Linked DNA regions of Mus musculus: regions 1, 2 and 4 are each linked to region 3. A link is a contact called in public Micro-C and promoter capture Hi-C data. All regions are on one chromosome and are shown on one strand. Each heading gives the region's core, a stretch centred on a gene start, on an enhancer-like site or on the middle of the called end of the contact. The rest is flanking DNA. Distances are from core to core; before and after follow the strand shown. Region 1 holds the start of Sav1 (salvador family WW domain containing 1). Region 2 holds the start of Atl1 (atlastin GTPase 1). Region 3 holds the start of Trim9 (tripartite motif-containing 9). Region 4 overlaps Atl1 (atlastin GTPase 1).

Region 1 (2,978 bases), core at 260-2,759, 360 kb after region 3:
TATGCATGCTAGCAATATTTTTTTATCACCTCCCTTATTTTGAAACCCCACTCCCCCATTCAGTCTACTCTCACACAGCATCCAAAGTGATCGCATTAAATACGTCTCTCCTCTACTCCAAAGGCCTAGGTGGGTGGCCAGTTACCAAGGAACTTCATTTCCCTCTACTCTTCTCTGTTCCAGTTCCAGCTACGTGACCCTCTTCCTATTCCTACAATGAGCCAGAAACACGACCACTTGCAGTGACTTGCATTTGCTCTTCTGAGGCCTCACTCCAGATAGCACCATAGCAAGCTAATTCCAGCATTGCCTTCTCACTGGCTTCATTATCCGACCCCCTTTCCAAGCTGTGGGATCTCTCTTGTTTATGCTTCCTTCAGCGCTCACTCTGTTACATACTATGGCTTACTAGTTTTATTTTTTGTGATCTCTCTTCCCCATAACCGCAGGACCTTTGTTGTTATATCCCAGACACCTAAAACAGCACCTTGGATGCTGGGTGCTCAATAAAATATTTGTTATAGGATTATAGGGACCTTTAACAAGGAAACATTTCATAAAAACACAGGAGACAGACAACTGATTAAATGTCTTTGTGCATGGCTAAAAAAAAGAGCAGTTTGGTGTCTTGTTCTGAGGTTGGTGTTTTGCTTCTGTGTTTTAAGCACATTCTCTTCATTATGAAAGCCTTACTTTGATCAAGAGGAGTGAGTCCCAATCTTATTCTCCAAGTTATTCTGTGTACCTGAGCGAGTTAAAGAGAACAAAGTAGAATCTGATATATTAGATAGAAAACTCCCAGTTCTGAACTCTGGTGCTCAAAGGCTTCAAAATTCTAAGACTTAACTGCAAGAGAAGGCATGTGGTTATTAAGAATACATATTAAAATGATGAAATAAATACACTAACGTCAAATTTATCTTAGGAGCTGTAGAAACTCCATCTTCTTTTTTAATCCGAAAGCGCGGATGGGGATGGGGGGCACAAAAGGGGGTGGGCTACCAAGGGTTGGGGGAGATAATAAGAGGACAGAAGAAACGGAGACTCAGTTTTTACAGTAGTCACGCTGTCACCAGAAGAGTCATCTGTGTTACTAGGTGTAGCCCTCGCGGTCCCAGCACACCCGAGGGCTGCCTTCCCTCAGCAACCAGGACACGCGGCTGCGGTTGCGGGAAGCAGGGCGGTAGGCAAGTCCAAGGCGAGAGCCGCTCGCCGCCCAGCGGGCTCCGGACCGCCCGGACTCCAGCTCCCCAGCGGCGGGAGCCGGCCCGCGCAGCCGCACTGAGGGCCGCGATGGTCGCCACACCCGGCCCGTTAGCCGCCCGCCCGTCGCGAGTCGCCGCACGCAGCCGCGTCCGCGCCCGGCGGGGGAGGGGCGGCCCGTGCGCGTCGGCTTTCCCAGCATTCCCAGCGGCGCGGGGAAAGTTTACCGGACGTAGGCGGTGGCCGCAGCGGTAGCGGCTCCGGGCGGCGGACCATGGCCCTGGTGGGCGGCCGCGGCCCTGTCCCAAGGCGGCCTCGGGCGGCGTCGTTGAGCCGGCTGACTTCCCGGGAGGAGCTGCCCTGCGACTGAGCGGCGGCGGGCGCGCTTAGCGCGGCCAACATGCGGCGGAGCCTGCGGGCGGGCGCGGGCGGCGGAGACCCGAGGCGAAGGCGGCGGCGGCGGCCCGGGAGGCGGCGGCGGGCGGCAGGCTCGCGGCCCTAGCGAGGCTGCTGGGGCGGCGGCGGGAGTCGTCCGCGAGGATGCTGTCCCGCAAGAAAACCAAAAACGAGGTGTCTAAGCCGGCCGAGGTGCAGGGCAAGTACGTGAAGAAGGAGACGTCGCCCCTGCTGCGGAGTGAGTGTCGTGGGCGGTGGCGGGTGGGGACCCGGCGCAGCCTCGGGTGGTGCTGGAAGACCGACTCTGGGAAATGCATGGCTGTCCGTGGTGTTGGGGAAAAAGTGCTTCGACCCGGGCACCTCTCTGCTGGGTACGTCCGGGCCCCGCGTTTGCGACCATCGCAGCGCCACTCGTCGGCTCACGCACTCGCACACGCACACACACACGCGAGAGTGGATTCCTTCCTTAGTCCTGCAGCGGGACACAAACTTGTGAGGCAAAGAACCTGATACTTGATACTTGTAGCCACTACCAGCGTCCTAAGTAACACACACACACACACACACACACACACACACACACACACACACACACGAGAGACTTGATACTTGTAGCCACTACCAGCGCCCTAAGTAACACACACACACACACACACACACACACACACACACACACACACACACACACACACACACACACACACACACGAGAGAGAGACTGGATTCCTTAGTCCTTCAGCGGGACACAGACTTGTGAGGCAAAGAACCTGATACTTGTAGCCACTACCCAGAGTCTTTTCATTTCCCAGAGTAGACAAGCCATTAACGTATTTGGATTAGGCTTTGCTCCTAAAATTAAAAAAAGCAAAGTATTCAGAATAATTTCAGCCATACCAGGCAAGTTCCTAACTTTATTCCTCTTTCCGACATATGTTCCGTCCCCTCCCGTACGTAGCTTTTCTTCTCCGTTTAAAATATTTGAGTTTTTAACTTGAACGCCTTGATTCTCCTTTTTTAAAATTCTTGGGTAGTCAGAGAGCTAATCCTTTGGTTCTCATTCTAGGAGCTGGACCCCTTGTGTAAGTTTCCTTCTTGGAAACTGGAAGTAACCGTGTGACTTAAATTAAGCATTACCTCATATTGTAATTGGGAAAGCTGCTCACAGGGGTTCCTAGTATTTGCCCAAGATCCCGCAGAAAGGGGTGGAGAGCATATTTTTCCATTGTGACCATGTGTCCAGCCTTACAGGTTCTGTTAGTAGTTGGAGTGCTAGACAACACAGTTGGTGGGGTGGATGTGTCAGTAACTGAAACCATTTTTAAGAGCTTGTTTTTCTGTTTTTTTTAGGTGATAGCTTGCTTTTTGCTGCAAATAAAGTT
Region 2 (2,708 bases), core at 33-2,532, 450 kb after region 3:
TGTGGATCACGAGAAAATGCATACAGTCTCTGTTCCGTTAAGGTGTTAATTTAATTTCTTCATTTATTAGCTATAAGAAGTTATTTCTCAAAACAGAATTAGAGTGTGTCTGGAGTCACGTGTCATCTGAAATTTGTTCTGTTGTCGTTTTTTTTTCTAGTTTTTTCAATTTTCTTACATTTTTATTTAATTTTGTGTTTTGCCTGCATGTACAGCTGTGCACCATATGCATATGTGGTGCCTACACAGGCCAGAAGAGGGCGTTGGCCCTCCCTCCCAGCCCACTCTGGATCCCAAGTTGGAGTTAATGAGGAGTGGGCCGCCACGCAGGTGCTGGGAATCAACCTCTGAGCTGCAGCCGGTGCTGCTAACAATTGGGCCATCTTTCCAGTCCTTATCTGGTTTTCCAACTGAAAATCTCTGTAAGACTCTAGAAGTAACTTTACCAGTATACATAAAATTGGCAACTTCATTTCTACCTTAAGAACAAGACTGGAACTCAAATTACAAAAGAGATTGAAACATTAACCAAATCACTTCTCATAACTCCTGCCCAATATTTTGGGCATTGTTAGTTAGGCCTCTTACATTTTAAAGCCTCTTACATTTTACACTCCTCTTTACAATGCTGTAAAAATGGTTTACAAACATTTCTCGGGTGTCAAATGCAAAACCTATCCTCTTCCAGCTACAGATAAGGACACTGGGATGTTGCCACGTATGCCTTGTCCCAGATCACCTACTTTGGAAGCAGAATCAGACAAAGGTCCCTAGCTTTGCTTTAGCATCTCTAAAACTCCTCCCATTAACACTTGCAATATTGCGGTGATGCCCAGAGACCACAGAAACTTCGAAAGGAATTGGGGTTTTCAAAAATGGCTCTGGGAAACCCTGGTGGAAGACAGGTTCTGCAGGTGTGCGGTCCAGCCTCGGAACTGGTACCACCGGGAACAGTGTGTGGAACAGGACGGTGCAGTCGGGTGTGCCGGCATTTAGTTAACCCGGCACTCCCCCACCTCCTGCCCGGGCGGCCTCAGTTTACCTGTACCGAAAGGAAGCAGAAGGCAGCGCTCCGGAGGCCTGCGGACAGACCCTCCTCCTCTAGTCCGCCGGCCACTGGGCGAATCCTGGCCGAGGCTGGGCGGGTCAGACGCCGCACGAACGCCTCCGGCGCCCCGCAAGCAGCTGGGAGGCGGGGCGCGGCGGCGTCCAGGGTGTTGTGCACTCGGCGGGCCTCAGGGCGGCAGTCTGGGCCCGCGGCCTGCGTTCTCGGGCGGGCCAGGCTCGATCCGCGCCGGCCGCGAACGTGTCTCCCGGTGACGCAGCCGCGGGTGGGGAACGTGGTGCGGCGGCGACTGTGCGCACGGCCGTCTCGGAGAAGACGCGGGTCTCCGACGCCGGCGCTCGGCCAAGAACGGACGGCCTCTCGGGTACGGCCGGCGCGGGGCCTGGCGGGACCGACGAGGCCCGGAGGCTGCCGGGGTTGCGCCCCGTGACGCCCCCCGCGCTCGCTCTCGCCGGTGCAGGCGCAGCTGCGAGCCGAGGCTCCATGTTGGGAAGCGCCGCGCGCCCTCGTTAGCGGGAGACGGCTGCGGCGGGCAGAGCCCCGGACTGGGCGCAGCGAAGATGGAGGCCCCGCTGAGGCCTGCCGCCGACATCCTGAGACGGAACCCGCAGCACGACTACGAGCTGGTGCAGAGGGTCGGCAGCGGCACCTACGGGGACGTGTACAAGGTGAGGCCCCGGCCCGGCCTGCGAACGTGGGGCACCCCCGGGATGCGCCGGACCACAGCGTCCGGCCAGGAAGCGGCCCGGAGCCCGCCGCACCGTTCCGAGCACCCTGGGTTCCCCATCGGTTCTAAGGCTAGCGACCGGCAGACTTAACCGCACCTTCCAGACCACGGCTGAGCTTTTTTTGTGGTTTTAAGGCGTATTTATGGTATTGAAGTTATTCCGGAGGATGGTTTGGTGTTGATGTGGGGGGAAAATGCTTCGCGGAAGGCGGTAGATAGGAAAGAGTATTGTAAATCTAGACCTTTGCGTCCTGTACTGGTTTGGGTGAACTTGCCTTGAAAAAAATCTCTGTGGAACCGGACTCTAAATTGTCAACTGTAAGTAATCTGGTTCTGGAGTAAAAGGATTTGTGTGTAAACATGACAGCCTGTAGGAAGATGTCTTTGGGGACCGGTGAGGTGGCTCAGGGTGTTAAAGGCCCTTAGAGCCAAACCTTACTTAGGACCCCAGAACGGTCCCCGGATTCTCTTGGTGGAAGCACGGATCCCCCACACATACACACTCACACACTCCCAGGAAATAAACAAAGTGTAATGAAATTTAAACATATTTAGAGGAAGACCTTTGTCACCTGGCAGAAGTTTAGGCATTTTGTATCTGGTTGATAATAATGAATATAACTTATGGGGTTTTCCTACTAAACTAATTCCTCTCTATGGGATTTATAGCATTCCATAATCATGAGTGGATAATTACTGCTACCCTTTTTACTGGTCTCTTATATTAAGACAAATAATAATAAATTTGTAATCTGCCGTTACACAACAACAAAAAACATGCCATAGCAAAGCAAACCGATTTCTTAAGTCTGCTAAGTTTTTGAAGGGTTCAGAGGAAAACACTGTCCAATATTCCCTCATGGCTTTTGTTCTTTGTCCCAAAGGGGCAGAGTTAGTGCAGTTCCTTATGGGGAT
Region 3 (2,700 bases), core at 26-2,525:
ATCTTAAGAAACACTTTGCCTATAAACAGACTGCATATAACATTAGCAGCTCCGGTCTCAACTAATTAAAATGTGGGTTAGGAATAAACCCTGTAGGATCTGTGACTAACATAGTTTTAAATAACAATGTGAATTTTCCTCCCACACAACCAATGATCAACTACTGTAATCATTGTGCTAAAAAATATATTTGCAAGATAATTCAATTTATTTGTACTATTTCTCCAAAATCAAGATTATAGAAAGTACTTCTTTTCTCTGGGAAAAAAAAAAGTGCTTTTAAATTATAAAGTAAGCTATGAATAATTGTTATCTTCTGGAAATTGAAAATTTGGAAGATCCCACGAACTTGAAAACCATTTTTGTCACTTGCTTCATGAATCACTCGGAAAATTAACTATGTATGCTCCCAAGATAAATTACTTCCTTGGAATGTCACTAGATTCAAAGATTCTCCCCCATTGAGTAGCAGGCTGATATCTTTATTCAAAGATTCTATCATTGTCATCATTTCAAGGGTTATACAGGCAAGAGGCAGGACTTATTATCTCTAGCACCGTTTGGGGGAAAGAGAAATCGGTTAGAATATAAGGGCTATCACTGGATCCCTCGTTATCTTACAGAAGCAGAAATAATATCCCACCCCTCTTCTGGAATTTATGGTAGATGCTAAGGGCATGTGACATTGGATAATATTGTTTGGAATCTTCAGTACCATAGCGATTCGTTCACATAGCTAGTTAACAACCGATAAACACTCAGAAATACACAAACACTGCCTGACTCAACTCAACTAACCTTCCTGGGGCCTCTCGAAAACTGGGGGATGGAGCTTCGGGAGGTTGGGGAGGGTGAGAGGTACCTTTGCTCCAAGGCGTAGGGCCTCCGCACATTTAAAGCATGTAGCGATGGTGGCACAGCTTTTGGGGGAATGCTGAGCCTTTGCCTCGGGTAGGGAAAAAGCTACCAGGGATGCAGAAAGGGGACACTGCAGCCATGGCACACCACCATCTTCCCTAAACACCAGAGATGCGGGCGCTCCAGCTGCTTCTGAGGGTTGGAGAAAAGCCCAAAAGGCTCCAGGAAGGCTCGGGGGAGGTGCTGGCTCTACGCCAGCAGCGGAAGGAGAAGGGGTGGGTCGGCATGCAGACCAAAGCTGGAAGGCAAGCGCCAAGCGCTGGCGACAGGCAGCAGCAGCCCACTCGCGACCGGGAGGGGTTCTCACGCCCCCTGCTCCGGGGTGACTGCACCCGAGCTCAGAAGGAAGCGTGGAGGGGGGTAGGAAAGGATGAATCATCCCGCCCCACTTCTTCTCGGCTTGCGCCAGCCCCCTCCTAAAATCCCGCAGCAGCCAGCAGGCGATGCCGGGGCTCCAGCTCCGACTCATAGAGCCCTCAGCGACCTGCAGAGGAGAGGAGACGGACAAGGCGGGAGGCCAATAAGAAAGCAGCTCTCACGGCCACCGTCCGATGAGCCTCCGCTCCCTGGCGGGGCGGGGCTAGCAGTGGGAAGGGGGCGGACCCGGGCTGGCGCGCAGCGCGGAGGCTCGGTGGCTCACAGAGAGAGCGCATCCTGGGGAGTCGGCGCCTAGGCGACCGGGGAAGGCGCCACCACCGCCGCCGCTGGCCAAGGTGCTGGCCACCACAGGCCCATCGGCTGCTTCGCCAGGTCAGGCCCCCTCCGCCGCAGCCGCTGCTGCCTCGCTTCCAGCCAGGTCCCCATGGAAGAGATGGAAGAAGAGTTAAAATGCCCTGTGTGTGGCTCCTTCTATCGGGAGCCCATCATCTTGCCCTGCTCTCACAATTTATGTCAGGCGTGCGCCCGCAACATCCTGGTGCAGACCCCGGAGTCCGAGTCCCCCCAGAGCCGCCGGGCCTCGGGCTCTGGGGTTTCTGACTATGATTATCTGGACCTGGACAAGATGAGCCTGTACAGCGAGGCGGACAGCGGCTATGGCTCCTACGGAGGTTTCGCCAGCGCCCCCACTACCCCGTGCCAGAAGTCGCCCAACGGCGTCCGCGTTTTCCCCCCTGCTATGCCGCCACCGCCCACCCACCTGTCACCGGCTTTGGCCCCTGTGCCCCGCAATTCCTGCATCACCTGCCCCCAGTGCCACCGCAGCCTCATTCTGGATGACCGGGGGCTCCGCGGTTTCCCCAAGAACCGCGTCCTGGAAGGGGTCATCGACCGCTACCAACAGAGCAAAGCCGCGGCCCTCAAGTGCCAGCTCTGCGAGAAGGCGCCCAAGGAAGCCACGGTCATGTGTGAACAGTGCGATGTCTTCTACTGCGACCCTTGCCGTCTGCGCTGCCACCCGCCCCGGGGTCCCCTAGCCAAACACCGTCTGGTGCCCCCGGCCCAGGGCCGCGTCAGCCGGCGGCTGAGCCCGCGCAAGGTCTCCACCTGCACAGACCACGAGCTGGAGAACCACAGCATGTACTGCGTGCAATGCAAGATGCCCGTGTGCTACCAGTGCCTAGAGGAGGGCAAACACTCCAGCCACGAAGTCAAGGCTTTGGGGGCTATGTGGAAATTGCACAAGGTGAGTCCTATGCAACCCACCCCTGACTCCCCGCGCCCTAGGGTCCTCCAGATTTGCAGCACTCGGTCCCTCCTAGGGTGACAGCGCATCCCAGTGGGGGCGCAGTGCAAGTGCCTTCGGCGTCTGCCTTGAGATCTGGTGCATTGCAGGAGGCTCAG
Region 4 (2,700 bases), core at 140-2,639, 410 kb after region 3:
TGTTAGTGCATGTGCAGGTACATGTGTTTCTGTGTGGTGGTGAGTTGCAAGTGTGTTAACATGCATGTAGAAACCAGCAAACAGCTTTAGGTGTCATTTCTCAGGAGCTGTTCATTTGGTTTTTGAGACAGGATCTTGTACTGGCCCAGAACTGTCCAAGTAAACAGTTGACATGGTGTGGTTCTCACGCTGCCAGAAGTGGCCTGTCTCCAGGCGCCCAGGGCTGGCTGTAGGAAACACAACTCAGAACAAGCACTTAGATGACTGAGCCGTTTCACCAGCCCCCAAACTTTCTTCTTACTGAAACTTCATAACCTCTACATGCTTCACCAATAAGCAGGATTCGCAAAAGATTTGTTTTTAGGACACTGGCATTTTTCTTAACCAAAGACATAATACCTGTCTGTCTGTCTGTCTGTTCCCTCCCCCGAGCCGTGTGTGTGTGTGTGTGTGTGTGTGTGTGTGTGTGTGTGTGTGTGTGTGTGTTCCTATTGGTTTATCTGGTCCTGTGTTAGGAACAGTGACTTGAGGTCTGTTTCTGGAATTTACAATCTAAGCATCAGTCCTGAGAGTAGAAAAGTCAAAGAAATATTCCAGCTGCCATGCAACACTTCAAAGCCACCTGACAGATGGACCAAAAAGAAACACAAGAGCACAGAAAATATTCTAACCCACACTGAAGATTTTTAAAGCAGGCTTGGTTTTGTTCTCTCTCCACACCTCCTCTACCCTTGCCTGGACTTCAGGGACAAATTGAGACCTGTCCTAAAGAATCCTCCACTAAGCTCTTCCAGGAGACAGCTCCTGGACGTCTTGAATGCAGTCTGATAGGAGACCTCCAAGTCACATGTACACTCTGAAGCCATCCCAGATCCCCACCCTCACAACTGTGACAGTCGTCTTCGTTTGTCACTTGGCCACAGAGAATGGAGAGCTTGTATCAGAGTAGTGTTTGCCTCAAGAGCTTCTCACTTTGTGGGCCCTTGTCAGTCACTGGTTACCCTGTGGCTCACATTCCTCTTGGACCCACCTTGGATGTTATACCTATCTGGAGCCTAGCTATGGCTTCCTTTGAGAAGCTTAAGCTGAAGGAGTTAGCTTTTAGATGGTATGGAAACTGCTTCTTCCTCCAGGCACTGTCTGAAGGGTATCCAACTCAATTCTAACTCTTGTCCTTGTAAAGGGCAGGACTTGAAGGACTGCAGCAGTAACTGACAGAGCTTAAGCCAAGCTCAGATGTTACCTTGATGTTAGCCACTGATCCCAGTGTTACTGGAGTTTTTAGGGCAAGTCTGGCCAGCTTCCATTCTCTCAATATGTCAGTAAGAGACAAAACAATGAGAAAGGGGACTTATTCAGCGTGGCTACACCGGAAAGGGGAACAAACAAAAGGGTCCAGTGACCCCGCCCCAAGCCTATTGTGGAGTACTGAGAGGTTTAGGTTTAACTACAAGGTAAGAACTGTGCACAGTTAAGCAGTACTGGAAAAGCACAGTGGTGCCTGTTAGATAGTTCCTCCTCTGGCTGGCAGGCCTGCAATCTTTTCCTTCCTCCAGCGCGGGAGTTTTTTAATTCTTTGGGATCTGGTATTGCAAAGGTCTGATAGCTGAAGGGATGAACACAAGTGACTCTTAGACCCCTAACACAGTGGCTCCACCAGCAGCAGCCTGGCTGGTTGCTCGTACACTCAGACAGGGAGGTTAATGTTAAGAAAGGAACTTGAAAAGCCTCTTCCCCAATATCTGCTCTGGTGTCAGTCAACTAAATTCAAGGAAAAGCTGATATCTCACATGAGTCAGATATCTAAGACACATTTTTACTTCCCAACATCTATCTCATCTTCATACCAAATAGCATGGAATAGGAATTTAAAACTCTTCCTTTTCTTCTTCTGAGACAGGGTCTCTTCCTCACCATGTAACTCTGGCTGGCCTTGATAATGTCCAGTGTACATCAGGCTGGCCCTGAACTCAGAGACATCCATCTGTTTCATATTCATAGCAATCTTCCTGCCTTGAACCCACAGACATCCTGTCTTCCTAGTGCTGGGATCAAAGACAAGTGTCACCACAGCCTACGATTGCTTCTTAAATGAAGTAAATCAAGGGAAACAACCATGACCCTGATTAAAATCATAGCTATGGATTCCATAAAAATCCAGGAAGAATTTTCCATCCTTCAACTTTTACCCACCTGAAAAGGCTTCAGGAATGTTTCTTCCATTGCCAACCTGCCATACTCAGTGAAAAGCTGGGAGGAGAATCCAAGAGAGGGGATGGGAAGGGAGAGGAGAGAGAGAGAGAGGAGATTCGTTTACTTGTTGGATTTCTTCTATTCATCCCCAGCTGTAACAGCATGCTACAGTATTAAGATTAAATAATAAAAACACATTCGTTATATAAAGCAGGGCTATAGTAATTACATATCTAAAAATTACAAACACAGTACAAAGAAACTCCCACTTTAAGCCTGTTTCTCTTTCTTCTCCATGTGTGCGTCATGTGTGCACATGATGTTCTGAGCACTTGCTCCAAAGGTAGACCCCAGCCCTAAAACTCATGTGTTGGATAAAACAAATGTACAAAGGAAGCACATGTGAAGAGACTTCTCACATGCAGGACTTACCTTGGCTTAAAGGGCCATAATACATAACATATGTAGCCCAAGGAAATTTAAAGGTACAACAACCTGGGTTACAAA

What was found. Promoter capture Hi-C pulls out the DNA fragments that hold promoters and counts their contacts. A called contact is a pair of places that touch in the nucleus more often than the background predicts.
Region 1: a promoter capture Hi-C map of embryonic stem cells shows a contact between it and region 3, with 2.9 times the contacts expected there. The contact joins the promoter of Sav1 here to the promoter of Trim9 in region 3. A contact is called at or near these places in 6 of 39 promoter capture datasets (cranial neural crest, embryonic stem cells and stem cell-derived epiblast-like cells), 1 of 484 Hi-C or Micro-C datasets (embryonic stem cells) and 1 of 115 datasets of contacts at active chromatin or transcription factors (embryonic stem cells).
Region 2: a contact with region 3 is called in a promoter capture Hi-C map of embryonic stem cells, with 4 times the contacts expected there. The contact joins the promoter of Atl1 here to the promoter of Trim9 in region 3. A contact is called at or near these places in 9 of 39 promoter capture datasets (the 3T3-L1 cell line, the HPC-7 cell line, cranial neural crest and 5 more) and 1 of 484 Hi-C or Micro-C datasets (embryonic stem cells).
Region 4: a contact with region 3 is called in a Micro-C map of embryonic stem cells, with 1.8 times the contacts expected there. The contact joins the enhancer-like site here to the promoter of Trim9 in region 3. A contact is called at or near these places in 5 of 39 promoter capture datasets (cranial neural crest, embryonic stem cells, hippocampal neurons and 2 more) and 1 of 484 Hi-C or Micro-C datasets (embryonic stem cells).

Annotation. Positions count from the first base shown.
Region 1 is chr12:69,985,533-69,988,510 of GRCm38.p6, reverse strand. It overlaps Sav1 (salvador family WW domain containing 1), which reads left to right and starts at 1,509. Exons shown (of 5, transcript NM_022028.2): 1 at 1,509-1,837. The coding sequence starts at 1,744.
Region 2 is chr12:69,891,679-69,894,386 of GRCm38.p6, reverse strand. Atl1 (atlastin GTPase 1) reads right to left here and starts at 1,282. Exons shown (of 15, transcript NM_178628.5): 1 at 1,043-1,282. Map4k5 (mitogen-activated protein kinase kinase kinase kinase 5) reads left to right here and starts at 1,224. Exons shown (of 32, transcript NM_201519.2): 1 at 1,224-1,734. The coding sequence starts at 1,627.
Region 3 is chr12:70,346,189-70,348,888 of GRCm38.p6, reverse strand. It overlaps Trim9 (tripartite motif-containing 9), which reads left to right and starts at 1,275. Exons shown (of 14, transcript NM_001286388.1): 1 at 1,275-2,542. The coding sequence starts at 1,721.
Region 4 is chr12:69,936,625-69,939,324 of GRCm38.p6, reverse strand. It overlaps Atl1 (atlastin GTPase 1), which reads right to left. Exons shown (of 15, transcript NM_178628.5): 7 at 2,194-2,250. Among named protein-coding and RNA genes, the nearest start is that of Gm52003, 35 kb to the left of the region's middle. Within about 2 kb of position 1,389, at least 8 of the 459 cell types and tissues checked have an H3K27ac peak or open chromatin away from gene starts, as enhancers often do. A contact at or near this core is called in embryonic stem cells, where this site is marked.